Linked DNA regions of Gossypium hirsutum: region 2 is linked to region 1. A link is a contact called in public Hi-C data. All regions are on one chromosome and are shown on one strand. Each heading gives the region's core, a stretch centred on a gene start, on an enhancer-like site or on the middle of the called end of the contact. The rest is flanking DNA. Distances are from core to core; before and after follow the strand shown.

Region 1 (6,137 bases), core at 1,583-4,082:
TCTTCACGAAATTTTCACATAATCATGCAATCATATCATAGACCTCAAAATAATCATAAAATAATTATTTATATCTCGAATTTTGCGGTCCCGAAACCTCTGTTCCAACTAGACCTAATTTTGGGATATTACATTAGGAACAATTTTGAATTTTTTGGGGACGCTCAATGAGTGACATCACAATGTTGCATTTCTTACATCACAACATCACCAAACTACAAGTGACGTTGCGACTTCGTGCCCTATTTCAACCCTACACTATTTTAAGCCATTTTGGCCTTTACAAGCCCGTTTGGGGTGTCAACTCTGAATCTATTGTAAATGAATTTAAATTATTTTTAAAACTTTCAATTTTTCTAAAACATAGTTTAACTATTTTATAAAAATGTTCTAAACTTCAAATTCTTACATAAATTCAAGATTTCATACTCTTACATGCTCCAATGGCATCTCCCATCTATATCGATCATTAAGACGGGAGAGGGGGTGTTGCAAAAAGTGTTCATAAGCCAAAAACAGACTAGGCCAAAACAAAGCTTAATTAATTAAGTCTATATACATTCAAATTGGCTCAAATTGGGCCAAAACTCCATGAAGATTAAGATGGATTGTTTAAGCTCATTTTCTTCAAGAATGTAACTCCATTAAGCTTGTAGATGACCGTCCAAGCATTTCTCAATTTAAGATATTCATTCTTGAACCAAGATTTCCAAGAATTGGAATCTTGATTTCTTGAAACTTGAAATCTTCAAATTTGTTTGTGTTAGAACAAGATTTGTTTTCTTTATTTTCTCGAAACAAAGAATCAAAATTTTGATAATCTTACTCAACGCCAAGGATGCCCAAATCCCATTTAGACTTGTTCATGGGTCGGGCTACCCGCCCAGGCTCAAAATCTCTCTCGAAATTTAGGAAGGTTTGTGTAAAAATATTAGCCCTGGAAAATTGGATTGGGCAAAAAAATTAGACTCGTTTAAAATATGGGTCGAGGTCAGGCTTGAACCTTTTAAGGCTCGAGCCCAACCTATTTTTAAGTCTATAAGGCCTTATATTATGTTATTTTTATATATTATGTAATTTATAACACATTAAAAAATAAATTTATACTAAATATATAATACTACTCTAATGTAAATATCAAAATAATATTAAAATAACTATATAAAAAATTTCAATAAATAAGAAATATATAAAATTATTAATTATTAAAATAAATTAAAATAATATAAATATTTTAAAAAATTAAAAATAATATGCGTATGCCTAAAATAGACTTGTATTAATTTTTTGCATATATGGGCGGGTTTGGGTAAAATTTTAGGCCCATATCTTAAGTCGAGTCGAGTTTAAATAAATATAAAATATATTAATATTATACTTAAGCCTGACCTGAACCATAAGCATTCAAGATTAAACCCCAAATTATGTAACCTATAGGCTTGTTAAATGAGCATAGTTGAAGGATAAGCCTTGGGCCGTAAATTCAGCTTATCCTCCAATGGGATAGTGCATCATTCCATGATGGCCCACCAGGTTCCTTTTCTCTCGTATAAAAGACTCCATCACGCAGAGAAAGGGGCATAACACAAATTTAACCATACTCCCACTTGACTCTATTACTCTTTCATGCAATCCTCAAATTTCCAAACCTCCCATTACGGCTTTCGGCACCACCACTATCATGTCAACAACCATTAACCATTACCACAACCCAAACATTGCATTGACAATCTGTAAAGAGAAAAAAATGTAAAAAAAGTTGTTTGTATGAATACAAATGTGTAGTAAGAAATACAAACTTAAATTATTTACTTTTCACCTTGTTTAGAATTTTGTTGAAAGTTTGTACATGGAATTTATAAATATTGTTGCGCATATACGTGTGTATTATATATATCCAAACAAACCCTAGCAATAATGATTAGGACATTGATGAAGCAAAGAAGCTTTAGTTTGAAAAGCGTGAAGTCTCTACATCTAACATTTGGTCCACATAAGGGAACATGTTAGATTTTGCAGGAGAAAGAAAGGGGAGAGAGAGAGAGAAAAGAGAAAGAGAGAAGTGGGAGGGGTCTCCCAAAGACAGGTTTCATTCAAGCCACCTAATGGGAAAGAGAGAGGTAGGGAACTACGAGATAGCGACCCCTCCCTTATGTGCCCACACCAGACAAATCAACGCTCGTCTACACTGCATCCTGACACGAGAGGAAAAGCTTTGTTAGCCCCACACCCTCCCATAACCATAACGAAAAAGATAAAAAGAAAAACCTTATTCATTACTACTTGTAGAGAATTAGGGTTTCTTAGGATGGTGACTCTTTTGTTTTTGACTTATAATCACTCTGCTATTGCATGTGATCTCACATGTCATTTGCTTCCCACATCAATATTTGCCTAATATCATAAATAAATAAATAAATAAAATAGTGTAAAAAATCCAAAAAAATAAAAATTAAAAGCAATGAAAAAATATTCTAAATATACTTTGAAAATTTTGTAAATTTCATATTTTAGTCGTTAAACATTATAATATTCATTTGATCATATTTGTTGAAAAATAGAAATAAACAAGAATTACAATGTGGACAAACAAACAATCTGAACTGGTATAAAAGAATGTATATATAGTTTATATTTTTATGCACACAAATGTATATATAGTTTATATTTTTATGCACAAAAAGTCTATATATCTATACAAGTTAATGAATGAGAAATTCAATCTTTTCAAACCTTTTAAAAATAAACATAGATATATGACATGTTTGGGGAGAAAATAAATTTCAAATATAATGTGCATCTCTAAGAAATAAAAGGTCAAATATAGTGATATGCATACTTAATAACTTTTTCTGATATTGTTTAATTGAGAATTTTCCGTAATGATGCAGGTGGGAGTGAAAACATAAATTTTCAAGATCTTAGGACGTGGGTAGCAGAATAACTTTCCAAAACAAACAAAAAAATTTAAGCGAAAGGTAGCCAAGGTAGTATTTTGACAACCCAAACTGCCAATGCCACTCTCATATCTGACCAGAAACTTGTGGCCTTCCTTGTCAGCCCTCACTCTCAGATCATTCATGACCATTACCATTGCCATGGGTCACCTCTCATTTGTATATGCTTCTCTCTTCCATTCCCTCTTTGTAGGCCCCACCCTCTCCCCTTTCTCTTAGCTACCTTCCCCTTCTCTCCCTTAATCATTTCAGCTCTCTCCGGAGAAATTAAAACCCAGCCACCGCCCTCTCTTTGTTTCTCTTCTTCATGGAGAAGAACGAAAGGGAAACTCACGACTTCATGAACGTTGAATCCTTCTCTCAGCTTCCATTTATCCGTCCTGCCCCTATAAAAGAAAGGGGTATTTTTCGTTTGTTCGGCAAAGAATTCAATGGTGGTCACTCAGGCTCGGCTATGGCTAGGAACGAGTCAGACTCAGCAGGGAACAACGATGATACAACCAAGGAGAACGAGAATGGAGAGAACAGCAGAAGGTTTGAATGTCACTATTGTTGTAGAAACTTCCCGACTTCCCAAGCTTTAGGCGGTCACCAAAACGCTCACAAAAGGGAACGCCAACATGCGAAACGCGCTCATCTTCAGTCAACAATGGTGCAAAACTCTTTATCTGATGCTCAGATTTACGGCTTCGTTAACTACAGGCTAGCCTCAGCTCCAACACAAGCTACGGCGAGTTACCCTTCGTGGAACAACAGTACTAGCAGTAGGTTTTATGGGAACCAAAGCTCTTTTCCTCAGCCACCCATCAGTGGTAGCCCACTGGGGTTATGGAGAACCCCTGCTACGGTTCAAAGAAACTCATCTAATTTCTATCCCGACCTTTCATCATCATCATCGCAACCGTCTCCATTTTTTGCTGGTGAAGAATTGAAGCACTCGCAAGTTGTTGGTGGAGGTGGTTCAAGTTCCCGGAGCCGGTACGTTTATAAATCAAATCCAAGAGTGCAAGACCATGTGAGTTTGGATCTACATCTGTAATAATTAATTTCCTAATAACTTTTTATTAACCGAGAAGAGAAACAAAATCATTGCAGTGCAAGATGAGATGGTTATTTATAACTCCTTGCTTCTAACATCCTGGATTTTACTCTTTTTAGTATGATTTCCTAGTAAATGTCATTAATCTCGAAGCCATGAGCTAGCTGACAAGAAAACCTACTTCAATGAAAAAAAAAAACACTTTCAATCTGATCTTCATTAGGGCATTTCATTTGGGTTGGTAAAATTTCTGTTATCCTTTAATCTAAAAGAACATGTTTACAGTTGCGATCGATGTCTTCCCTATTTCTGAAACTTTCTAACGTGTGAGGAATATTGATTTCGAGGTGGCTATCAGTGAGAGGAACACATGAACAACACTGTAGCTACACACGTGTACATAAATATATACTCTATGCTGTCCGTCTGAAAACAGGCGAAGACGTTGATAGAAAGAGATATATCAACAGATTTAAGGTGTGGGTTTTCGTTCTGATACAGCAATAGAGAGAAAATAAAGAGTAAACAGTTAAAATTAAGTGTTTCTTTTTATTTTTCTTTTTCCCTGACTATATATGCCCTGTTCCTTGCATGAAAAATGCCATGTAAAAGATTCATATTTTGTTTCTTTCATGGCATTTTCAGGTGTAGGATAGCCATAGGACATTGGTCGCCAAAATTTATTACATTGTTCATTTCCTTTTGTTCTTGCAGATCGTATTTAATCAGAATATTTAAGTGAACAAAGAAAGAGAGATAAGATTTTTTTTGGAGGGTGGAGAGGGTGGGGGGTGGGGGCATATTTATTAATATGTTTGGCAATCAAATTTTAAATGATGTCTGACGATCGGCATGAATGTTTGCGGTGGAACCTCCTGTCATTAGACCAGAAGCTGAAAGAACAATGGTGGCAATTTTAAGGCCACAGCTTAATTTAAGTGTGTAGAAGTAGGTATTCGATCGAGTCAAGTTGAATCGAGTAAAAAAAATTTAAATTAGTCGAGTTGATGAATTCTATCTTAGCAACCGAACTCGATTTGAATTTTTTTGAATCAAATCAAATCAAGTAAAAAATTTTGAGTCAAGTCGAGTCGAGTTAACAAATTATATTATTTATACTCAATATTGCGTTTGTATTGACCGATTATTTAATTAGTAGATAAAGTACAAGATTATTTAACTACATAAACAATATAATTATTTTACATTTTAACTTAATGAGTAAACAATGGTGGCAATTTTATGGCCACAGCTTAATATATATGTGAAGGGGAGGTATTCGATCGAGTCGAGTTGAATCGAGTAAAAAAAATTCGAGTTAGTCGAGTTAACGAATCCTATTTTAGCAATCGAACTCGATTTAAATTTTTTTGAATCAAATCGAATCGAGTCAAGTCGAGTCGAGTTAACAAATTATATTATTTATACTCAATGTTTCGTTTACATTGGCCGATTATTTAATTAGTAAACGAAGTACAAGATTATTTAATTACATAAACAATATAATTATTTTACCTTTTAACTTAATGAGTAAATATTTATCAAAACGACGTAATTTTGTCTTTTAACTTAATGGTTTTGACTTTAACTTTAGAAAAGGTAAATATTTATCAAAACGACGTAGTTTTGTCTCTTCTTATTCAAATTTTAGGATAACTCGAATTATGTAATTCATATTTGAGTTAAACAAAAAAAATTATTTTTTATTCAAAGTTAATTCAAATAATTTGATTAACTAAAATAACTCAAACTATTTAATTCAAAATTTAAATTTTTTACTAAGTTTTTCGAATCGAATCGAATCAAATTTTACTCACCGCTACGTAAGTAGAGAGAGAAACACATATGTTTGAACTGAAAGCTGCTAGTAATAAATAAATATCAAAATGAAATTGATCTCCCTGTGATTTGAAATCATATGAAATTATCTTGGGATGGGACCATATACTTTTTGAAAAGAAAAAAAAAAAAGGTCAGATATGGAAGAGAAGAGAATGATTATATAGCAATGGAGGACATAACATTCTTACATAAAGTAAACAGATGATGGATTAATTGTCTGCTGCTGGAAAAGATGTAGGGGCTTAGCAGGGGATGGGTCAGTTCATCTTTTTGCCTTAAAATCTGCGAACAAATATACA
Region 2 (5,838 bases), core at 274-2,773, 270 kb before region 1:
TCATATAGGTTGGTAAACATAGAAATAGATGAAAAGATATATATCAACACAAATCACATTATTGCAAATTTACCATGCCTGTGCATTAGCAACCTTTGATGCATTGCCACCTAAAAAACAATGACTCAGACATTAAGACATATATCAAGTTTTAATGACTCAGCTTGGAACATAAATTGATGCAAGTAAACTTTCATGAAACTAAATGAACTAAAAATTGAAACCAAAATTTTAACTGGAAAATTTCTGTTGCATCCACCAAAGAACACCAATATATGCAGTTAAAGATATCTAGATAACTTACATATCAAAAAGCTTAGTTGGCGTCCACCAATGACCTGAATTAAATATCAAGAAATCAGAGTCAATCCACTCCTTGCTCATATCATCCAGCTTGTCAAGTTTGACTGTTGATTTAACCCTCTTAGGTGCATGCCTTGGTGCTGAACCAGGCTGCACTAGGAAAACTGACCGATAAAAGTCAATACGTAAATTATATGAACTGAAATACACTCCTAAAAACCTAATTCGCTTAGTGATCTTATTTCCATTAATTTCATAGACATTCCTCTTATCCTGCACACCTTGCATAAGCAAACATATCATAGACTCCCATTGTGTTCTGCTCAATGAATCACCAACAAAAACAATCCGTTTCCCATGAAGCTTTCCAAGGATCTCTTGCACATTAAACCTTGGAATTTCACAGTTTTTAGGCTGCCATCTCCATTTTTGATAACCCCTATCTCTTCTTCCATTAACCACACAATCAAACCCACGCTCAGCAAAAGGACATTGTGAAGCATTATATAAAGGGTAACTTTCATCAGGGATCCATTTGCCATAAAAAACATTGCATTTGGCAACTAAATCATCAGACTCATGAACTGTATAAGTACGAACAGCTGGCTGATATATTGGAAAGACATGAAAATATGTGCATATCATTGCTAAAAGGAACGATAAAATTAAACCAATAACAATAAGTGCACTGATTGATTCAGAAACACAATGCTTACAGTGAATCTTTACAAATCTGTCACTAAAACTCAAAACCCTTTCATGAAATTGTCTCAACTTGCTAAATGAACACTGTTCAACCTCAAAATTACCCAACATCTCAGCTATCTTTTCGGAAATGTACACTGATTACCATAAAGAACTAGCCAACTTCTAATCAGAATTCAGAAATGAACGACAAAGTAAAGCTAAGTAACCCAAATTAGCAGCATCAGTATATAAATCATGCAATCGAAATGAAAAGCACTTGAAGTTCAAGATCCCATATTTTTTTCTCAAAAAGATAAAATCTTACAGTTGTTTTTTTCCAACGCAACCGGGCATCTGCAAACTCAAGCAGGAGCTGCAAGCAAGGTAGTTGGGAATAATGAAATAAAGATGGAAGGTGAGGGCATTTTGGGTATTCAAATAGTAGTTCTGAACATGATGTAAGAACCGCAATCTTAAAAGGGCAAACATGGTAATAAAGAGCGGAAGCTCCTAGCACCAGCTCGCTATCTAACGCCTAACAATATTTTTAGCAATTTTATTTATTATTTAGTTTTTTTATTGATAATATATTTGCAGACATAAGTATTTTTTGAAGTGGATGAAATTTTTTAAAATTTTTTATAGACATAAAATAGTTTTCTTATGTTAAATATATTTGCTAAACTTTTTTTTACAAATTTTTCAATGTTTGATGATTAAAATAATTTTTTAATTTAAAAACAATGATTTGAAGTTTATAATTAAAAAAGGAACAAATATTTTCAATGTTATAAATTTTTAATTTTTAAGTGATTTTCTTATTTTTAAAGTACATGAAAGCTTGTATTGCAAGTAATGTAAATTAAGATAAAAAATAATATTTATATATATTATAATTAAAAATATTAAAAAAAAGTTATATGCACGGCAATAAGAGTGAATTAACAGAAAATGTTCTTTTTTTAATATTTATTGAATTAGGCCTTTTTTAAAATATTTATGGGATTAAGCCGATTTTTTTTTAAAACGTGTTGTGCTGGATATGTTTGTAGCGTACTTTGCAAGAAAATGAGCTGAGCTGAATGCATTTTCAGCTAATGTTGTAAGAAACCGCTTCTAGCTAGACACGCTTTCCTGCTCTATCAGCAAAAGGCTACCAGCTCAGCGTGTTTTCCCTAATGGCTACCCCACAATAGTCTAATTACAACAGCAACTTCCCACCCCAATGGTTAAAAAAAAACTATTTAAAACCCCTCAATTCTATATTTTTTTTAATTCACTTGTAACACCCCTTACTCGTCTTCATCACTAAATTAGGGTTATGGGAAGTTACAACAATTAACAGAACAAACATAGATTATTTCAAATAAAAAAATTACTTTTAAATCAATCATCAATAATTTTAATCAATTAACATGTCATTCAAATTAAAACGAGACTTAAATCGAGCCTACAAAGCATTAAAAGTTATTAAGAAACAACCAAGGATTAAATTAAATAAAAAATATGAAAATAAGGTAAAACTGAAAACAAAGGTCACACGGTCGTGTGGTCAGGCTATGTAACAGGGCTTAGCCTATGTGGTGTAGAGATATGGTCATCTGGCCAAACCATGTAACTCCTTGTGCAGGCCGTGTAACTTTCGGAGACCATGTGAACTTAAAATCACCAAAATTAAGTACACGATCGTGTCATACAATTGCGTGGGGCAAACAACCATGTGGGAGATTGTGTCATAGGCCGCGTATACCCAAAAACACCTTCAATCACAAGCCATGTCACGCACCCTTTCTTAGGTTCCAAGCCATGCATTAACCAACATCCAAACCTATTCTGTAACATCTTAAAATAGGGCCTAGTCAAAACAGTGATCCGGGACCACAAATCCAATGTTGAATTTTTTTATGATTATTATGAGGTCTAGAATATGAGAATATGCATGTGTTAAAGTTTCATGAAGAAATTCTATGAGTAAAGTGTCCAATTGGAAAATAAGGGCCAAATTGAATAAATTGCAAAACTTGGATTCTAGAAGCAATTTGTATGAAATTGTTTTAGATTATTAATTAGAAGGTCTTAAAGAGAAACTTTCCCAATTTCTAAATTTTTGGACAAAAATGGTCATGTATGGATAAAATTAGAAAGAAATGGCTCAAGGGTATTTTGGTCATTTGGCTAATTAATGAAATAAAATGGGAAAATGAACGCAAAAATCAGCCATTCTTCTCCCTCATCCAACCGAATTTCTCAAGCCCTCTATAGCTAGGGTTTTCAACAATTTCAAGCTCAATAGTAAGTGATCCCAAGCCCCGTTTTTAATGTTCTTCGTATTTTTGAAATCTCAATAGCTTACTTTCTCCATTTCTACCCATATTTTGAGTTAGGGTTCATGTAGGTAAAGTGACCCATGTGTGACATGATTAGTCTTTGATGATTTATGGAGGAATATGAAAGTTGGATGTGTGTCAAACATCTTTTCCTAGGTAATTTTCATGAAAAAACCCCCAAACAACCTTTTTGCAAAAGGTACAAAATATGTGGTAGAAATGTGAAATAATGGGAAATGTGGGCTGCCATAAGAGGGAGAAACTTTCAGCTAGGCTTGGGTAATGTAGAAATTTCATGCATTACATCATACAAGCCTAGGGACTAAATCGTAAAAATGTGAAAAGTTAGGGGCAAAATGATTATTTTGTTTGGGGGTGTAACTTAGGCTCGAAAAGAATAATGTGAGGTATTAATGATTCAATTTTATTGTTATAGACCCCGAGGAACAAATTTCGGAGGTTAATCGAGGAAAACGAAAGGTTTCGGAATAACCGAAACGCGAAACCAAAACGAGTACCATGTAAGTTCAAACAACTTTAAGTAACCTATTAATATGTCTAATTGCATGTTTTACGAATGTATGAAAATTGGTTATAATAATAGCATGAAAATCCATGAAATGTGTTAATAATAATGATATGAGAATAAATGTCCCGGTTGAAGTAAAAAGGGAAATTCGATGGATAAACCATGGCTTATATGACTTAAGATCCTGCATGTGTTGCAGAAAAGGATTTATCTCGGATGGGTAATCCATTGATCTCAAATATAGAAAAGGATCTAACCCGAACATGTGTTCTTTGAGTGATCGAGCCTCCCGAAGAATATGTGTGCATTGTGGATTTAGCCCAGACAGGTAATCCAATTAGGGTCTGAATTTAGCCTGGACTGGTAATTTAGATCCGAGCTCATTAAGGGTGTTTTTCGCTATAAGGGATTTAGCCTGGACTGGTAATCCTGACATCACCCTATGAGTTTACATTACGAGGGATTAGGCTGGACTGGTAATCCCACCGTATAATGTGAGGTTCGCGGGAGTGCGTACTTGAGATGATCGCTCTTATGACTTGACAGTAAATGGATAATCCATTGAGATTTTCGAGAAACTCAATGGGATTAACATAAGATATATAAAAATAAAAATATTGGATGATAAGCCCATCTAAGAAAATTACATGGTGTATTGTTATGGGACTAACTTGTTGATTGAGTGCATGTGATAGAGAAATTATTTCATGGTTGTTGGTTTTATTGCCTAATATGGATGTATACTAATTAATTAGTAAGTTTACTTTCCAGTTATTTGGGCTTACTAAGCATGTAAATGCTTACCCCCTCTTTTCCCTGTCTTACAGAGCTCGTAGACTCGCGAAGATTGAGAAACGGTTGGAGAATCAACACACTATCATCTTGTCTAGGTTTGGTATATAGATACTCTTATTTTGTTCAATGGCATGTATAGGGCTTTTGTTATTTTGTTATATATATCATTTGTTTAGCCAATATGACGACTTATAAAAGTATACATATTCACTTGTATATGACCATGAGAATTGGCTCATTTTGGTGTAGGTTATGACATACCAAATTGTGCATGTTATGTTCCAACGTTCTTGCGATGATTAAATATGGTGGGTTACAATTAGTCATATATAATATGACCAAATCACATGGGGTGGTTAGGCCACAATTTGGCAATGAGTTAAGATAACGAGCCAAGCTTAATTGAGTTACAAGTCATGGAAATCCTTAATATAAAGGGGATAACCTAGAATGTATAAAAATCGATGAGATGAGGTTTACATGCAATGAGGTATATTAAGGTCATTTAAGAGTATATTTAGACCATGTTAAGTTTCATTGAAAACTATAAGTGGATATGAGTATTAGAGGGTGACCAAAGGCTTAGAAAATAGTGCAATAAGGTCCACACGGGTAGACACACGGGCGTGTGTCTAGGCCATGTGTGACACACGGATAGCCCCACGTGTGTCCCTTGCACATAAAATTTTTAAGCCAGAATGCATGGTAGTAAACACACAGGTAAATGCATGGACATGTGTCTCAACCATGTGGAAGGCACGGCCTAGCACACGGGCGTGTGTCTTGGCTGTGTGCCCTTAAATGCATACTGACGTCATAAATAGAATGCTCAAGTTTTTGGACACGGGCGACCACACGGGTGTGTCTAGGCCGTGTGAAGGACACCGGTCAGGGACACAGGCGTGTGCTTGACCGTGTGAAAACCCATGTAGGTTCGAAATAGAAAATAAATTCAATTAATTCGACATGGTTAGGGGACACGGGCGTGTCCCAAAGCACACGAGCGTGTGAGGCTTAACCTAGAAAATTTTCCAAGAAATTTTGCAAGTTCTCGGTTTAGTTCTAGACTGTACCCAATGTATGTTTAGGGCCTAGTAGGCCCATAATAGGGACATTAAGATGTCGTTTGATTGGTTTTATATTGGAACGAAATTTTATAGTCGTATTTTTCAAAAATATCCAAGTACATGTCTGGCA

The links. Hi-C and Micro-C count contacts between places; a contact is called where the count stands out from the background.
Region 2: a Hi-C map of leaf shows a contact between it and region 1, with 2.8 times the contacts expected there. The contact joins the promoter of LOC107957327 here to the promoter of LOC107957328 in region 1. A contact is called at or near these places in 2 of 34 Hi-C or Micro-C datasets (both in leaf).

What each region holds. Positions count from the first base shown.
Region 1 is chrA05:56,661,755-56,667,891 of Gossypium_hirsutum_v2.1, reverse strand. LOC107957328 (zinc finger protein 8) reads left to right here and starts at 2,832. Exons shown (of 1, transcript XM_016892832.2): 1 at 2,832-4,057. The coding sequence starts at 3,265. The coding sequence ends at 3,996.
Region 2 is chrA05:56,934,038-56,939,875 of Gossypium_hirsutum_v2.1, reverse strand. LOC107957327 (protein trichome berefringence-like 7) reads right to left here and starts at 1,523. Exons shown (of 3, transcript XM_016892831.2): 1 at 305-1,523. The coding sequence starts at 1,119.